2 separate regions of the Triticum aestivum genome follow, and region 1 is linked to region 2. The links are chromatin contacts, called in public Hi-C maps. All regions are on one chromosome and are shown on one strand. The core of a region is the stretch at or near the end of the contact, and the rest is flanking DNA. Distances in the headings are between cores, read along the strand shown. Region 1 holds the start of LOC123182031. Region 2 holds the start of LOC123182029 (probably inactive leucine-rich repeat receptor-like protein kinase At5g48380).

Evidence for each region. Hi-C and Micro-C count contacts between places; a contact is called where the count stands out from the background.
Region 1: a Hi-C map of leaf shows a contact between it and region 2, with 3 times the contacts expected there. The contact joins the promoter of LOC123182031 here to the promoter of LOC123182029 in region 2. A contact is called at or near these places in 2 of 5 Hi-C or Micro-C datasets (both in leaf).

The regions. Positions count from the first base shown.
Region 1 is chr1D:354,680,201-354,682,900 of IWGSC CS RefSeq v2.1, forward strand. LOC123182031 reads right to left here and starts at 1,337. Exons shown (of 3, transcript XM_044594482.1): 1 at 1,119-1,337; 2 at 961-1,020. The coding sequence starts at 1,337.
Region 2 is chr1D:354,520,033-354,522,732 of IWGSC CS RefSeq v2.1, forward strand. It overlaps LOC123182029 (probably inactive leucine-rich repeat receptor-like protein kinase At5g48380), which reads right to left and starts at 1,340. Exons shown (of 3, transcript XM_044594481.1): 1 at 1,130-1,340; 2 at 1-305. The coding sequence starts at 241.

The DNA of each region.
Region 1 (2,700 bases), core at 87-2,586, 160 kb after region 2:
GTTATGCCGTATTTCATTTCCTCACACTATAAGGAAAATCAAGTTTAGAAGTCTGAGAAAACTTGAAAATAGATTTGACTTCTTGGTGAAAATAGAAGCTCGTCAACAAAGCAGTGCAAACGGCCCTACGTACATCTTAACCATTTGGAGTTTCGATCTTTATCTGGTTTTCAAAACAAATGGTTTTCAAGTTTCAACTTAAGTGGTATTTTTACTAGTTATCTAACACGAGGACATATCTGCCCTGCAAATGCTTAAGTGAAAAACCAGATAAGTGTTTAAGAAATTAATTAGTCCCTGCACATTGTTTTCCAATGTGGTAAAAAAGTTATAGTCACCAAACTGATAATTGTTTGCTGTGCTCTCCAGGTGCCCTGAGCATAGAGCCACTGCAAATCTGCAAGGAGCTTTCCTTGTCCTCACCACATTGTCCATAACAGCGTTTTCGTTTGTTAAGTGTTGTGACCACAAATCACTCTATAAGTAATGGATATAAGAATCTATAGCGCTGCTTTCATCTCCCATGATCATGTATCCATGGTTAATCTGTCAGCAATATAGGCAGGATTACAGAACTGGCTTGCAGAGATCTCTGTGTAGCTAATTGTGTTTTGCTTTCTTTGTTGATTCTTTCAGATAACTGAGTGCCAGACAAAAAGAAAATTTAAGCATTTGTGGGTTTTCCTTTTGACAAAATCTGTACGAAAATTAAACTACTAAAAGGATACTATCTGACGATAACGCCCTCTCTGCTTGCAAGGCAGTCTATTCTTGCGTTTGCACTTTCCAGATAGTGCACTTCACAGAATCTAATGTGTTTACAAAATTGGGATAATGGTTTGAGCGTATGACTGCAGACAGATATATTCCACGCAAAAGAAATGCATGTATGTATACGTGCACACTGAATACTGGGAGCAATTGACGATGAAAAGTAGGAGCAGAGGGGGGCAAATTTACCACAACACTTCCGATGCCTTCTTCGATGAGCACCTCCAGGTCAGTGACGCCGTCCATCCCCTACAACACACACGCACATGTTCATCTCAATCGACGGTTGGTTTACCGGCCGACGTTCATCGTCCATCCCAGTCAGCAAAAAATCACAGTAAATGCACCTCGAGAGCCTGGGTGATCTTGGGAACAGCCCTCTCCTCCATGGTGCCCTCCGCCTTGAAGTAGAGGATGAGGGATTCGCTGGTGTAGGCGGGGGCGCCGGCGGCCTCGGCCACCTCCGCGGTGGCCGCGCGGACCACCTCCAGGCGGCCGCTCCGTCTCCTACTCCTTGGCGCGGCTCCGCCGGCGACGCAGGAGAGCTGCAGGGAGGCGCGGCGAGGCAGCAGGGGTGCCGCAGGCGCGGAGCCGGAGCGGAGGAGGTGGGTGGAGGCCGGCGACAACATGGTCATCTCTTCTTTGTCCTTCAACGGCTCTTCCTCCTCTTATCCTCGAATGCTTCGCTCCCTGAAGCTTATCATTTGTTGGGATCTGCGCGGGCCGGGGCGCGCATCGGCGCGGCTCCTGAGGCCTTGAGCGCGCGTCTGTACCTCAAGCGAGGCGGGCCCAATAGGGTCGCGTGGGTCCGCTACGTTTCGTTCGTTTTTTCCTCTCATTTTTTCTTCTTTTTTTTACTTTTGTTTATATATTTGAAATATTTTAAAAACAAAAATAATTGGTTCAAAATCTCACAATATTTCATCACGCAACCAAAAAATATTTGTGACATTTAAAAAATGTTCGGGCATTTCAAATTTTGTTTCAGAAATTTAAATAAAAGTATACAATGTAAATAAATATATGCATGATTAATAAAAAAATTATACCATTCAAAAAATGCCCCCAAATTTCAAAAATATGTTCTCTACATATAAAAAAATGTTTATACAATGTTAATATATATATTTGGGTAAGTAAAAAAAGTTCTGAATATTCAAAAAAATGTTTGTGGCATTTAAAAAAAATATAACAGTTAAAAAATGTTTTGCATGTTCAAAAAACATGTTCACGGCATTTATGCATAATGTTCAATGTGTGTTAAAAATATTCATCGTGTATCAAAAAATGTTCAACATGTATTTGAGAAAAATGTTCAACCCATAATTGGAAATACTCAATGTGTATGTGAAAACTGATCATCATGTATACGAAAAATGTTCTATGTGCATTTGAAAAATGTTTGCGTGTATTTCAGAAATGAAGGAAAAAATAAAAGGAAAGGAAGACAATAAAAAATAAATGAGCACAAAAAAGGAGAAAATCGAAAGGAAAAAACGATATAGAAAACACGTAGAAAAGAACACGCGAAAATTTCAACTAGTCCAAACCGGTCCATATTAGCTTTCTAAAACCGCTCCCACAAAAACCACAGAACACACATGGTCGGCATGCTAGCGGTGCCAGGGGCGAGACGAGATGAGCTACCGCCTCGTAAAGAGTGAGATATAGCTCTCGTGTTGTTTGGTACACACGGGATTGGGAGTAGGGATGGAGCTTAGTTGAAACAAAAGTGGGTGGTGGTCCACCCAGCCTTAGGCCAAATCATTGAATAAGGTGAAACTGGGTCTGGGAAGCTAAACTTGTGTGCTTTTCTTCAATCTGGCCCGCCCAATAATATTTTGGTACCTCCACCACTGCTTGTGAGGGCTTTCAGGGGATTTTCCCTGTTGAGCTGAAAAGCCCAAAAATACCCAGAGTGACGTTTTG
Region 2 (2,700 bases), core at 90-2,589:
GGTTGCCTAGGCGCAAAGAAAGAACTCGGTCCTCATCCGGGTGCCAACATTCCACGCCAGTAAATCGGCATGTGAAACCAGCAGTGTCGTTCTCAAAATTCCATGAGGATTTGAGTACACCGTTGGGGTCCACTGACTGCTGAACAGATTTCAGGCATTGGATATCAGCTTCAGAGGCGAAACAAGTGAAGACCAACAGCAGTACAAGAATAACCCTCAGAGGAGCATAATGATTTGCCATCGAGCACTTGCGCCTAACGTGGCCTCTCCTCCGTGACAATACCACTTGTAGGTTCAAGCTTCACCTACACGTAAACGTAATCGAATTTATAAAATTAGAGACACACATAGAGTTGGTGATAGCAGCCATATATTCTAAAACGAAAATATTGATTTGATTGCAGTACTGAAAAGCATAACACAAGGACAACATCAATGGGGAACTGATCCCCACTACAGCCATAGCAAATAACATATGATGCCAAGGTTCGGCTACGATTAGCACGAAGGAATAAGTGCAATTGGTCGCATGGTAATTAATCATCACCCCTAACAATAACAGTAAAAACTTGTTCTTCCATTACTTGTCTGTAAACATAAGTGGAAACTTGCAACCGGAGGCAGTTCCTGACTGCTGAACCATCAATCGAGACCACAGTTATTATTTATAGATAGAAACAACCAGCGGGCTTTTTCTTATTATAAATATCTCGATTTCTCACAACAGAAGCGAACGGCTCGAACTGCCAAAAGGCGCACTTTCCAGAAAGAAGAAAATCTAAGGGGCAGCAAAGAAAAATCTCCAAAAGGAATGGCGCCGCACCATCCATATGTCGCATATGTGTATGCTATTTTTTCCCTGATTTCCCTCCCGGGGGCTGTTGCTGCTGCTTCCCCAGCAACAAACCCGCACCAATCAGGCCAAAAACAAGCGATTTCTTCCTCGCCGTACATGGACATGGCAACTCTGCGAACCGCTACCGTAGCCCCCCAAGAACCCGCATCCACAGCGGCACCAACCAACCCAGAGCTCGCGCACTCCGAAAGATCATTCGCGCCACAGCAGAGCATGAAGGAACATCTACAAAATCCAGAAAAATAAGAGAAGAGGCGAGGCCGAATCGATTACCTGAAGCTCGCCGTCCGTGCATAGGTGGGAACCGGGAGGACCCAGGGAGGAGGAGGAGGAGGGGAGAAGAGTCTGTGAGTAGTGGGGGGAGGAGGGAGGACCGGAGGTGGGAGGAGAGGAGAGGAGAGCAGCCGCCCGTCAAAGAAAGGGAAAAGAAAGTGGAGGCGAGAGAGTTTTTCTAAGCGTGTGGGGGCCCAGCCGTGGGCCCGGCGAGGGCGAGAGGGGCGCGCAGTATGGAGACTGGGGGACGCGGAGATCCACGGACTTTGCTGGTCAACTGCCCCAGTCAACCCGTCTGCTCTCTCTTGATGATGGGTGGCCGGCCGGACGAATGGCTACGGCGCCACCGTGTCACTGAGGTCGGAATGGAGGAGGTGGTGGGTGACGGGTCTCGGGTCCCCTCCTTTTTCTCCGTCGTGACCACGGAAAATATTGCAGGAACTAGCCAAGGGCGTTCACCATTCGGGTTTCCGGGTTACCGCGGCCATGATCGTGACTGCTAACATTCGGAGTATATTGCACGCTCGTAAAGCTTAGCGGAAAAAGTCTTTCCCCCCAATTTATATATAAAACAACGACCAAACATTACAACAGGAAAACGAACGCGGGTAAAGTTTCAACCTGGACTTAATTTTCGCTATAAAACTAGCAAATATTTCTCCATTTTAACACCAAGTTTGCGCAAATAATGTTGTATAGGGAACTAAAAAACTCATTTGTCGAACTGGGCGTAGCTCAGATGATTAGATTCCTTGTGGTGAAAATCAAGTTCTAGATTTTACAGTGATGCTCGCATTTTTTTGGATTTTTTTTCCAGATTTCAGCGATGTTCGTTCAGTGGGAAATGAAGTTACCTTCGATTACGACGCGCATGTTGCGACTTCGTCAATTTTGAGATGTATCGGCCCAGTCCCGCGAAGATGTGTGAGCACGTTCATAGGGCTGCATGTACATGAGCGTTTGCGTTTGTACAATGTTTCAAAAGACAGATCGTTTGAAAAAGCATATTGTCTCCATCTAACTTTTTATAAGAAAAGACACCAAAAAGAGCATTTTATAATTCAAATTTATCAAGAAAACAGTAGACAATATTTCTTGGCAAGTGGGGCGGTTATTTAGGGATCAAACTGATGCATTTTCTCCCCACACCCCCCCTCCCCTCCCAAACATATCTTTTTTCTTTGAAAAGTTACTTCACTATCTCTTTCGGTTTTTGAATATTTTCAGGTGGTAACTAATAGCGGAAAAATAGTGACTCTGATTGAATCAATTTTGGTTCCAAGTTTGTCACGTTTTTCCTGCTTCACCTTGGTGTCGGAGACGTGGCCCTAACACCTAACCAATGGCAAAGGTACAACATGACCTGATGGGCCGTGGCCTGCCCAACATTTTGAAATTTGTACATAATATTTTTTTACTGTTGGGCCTCAGAACACCAGTCCACAGGCTATTTCTTTCATTTTGGCCTGCCCAGAGTTGGGCTTCAAGCTCTGCCACTACACCTAACAAACTCGTATAGAAGGCAACTCACTCCTAGATTTCAGGGCCCCAAAGCAAGCTGGAGCAAGCTA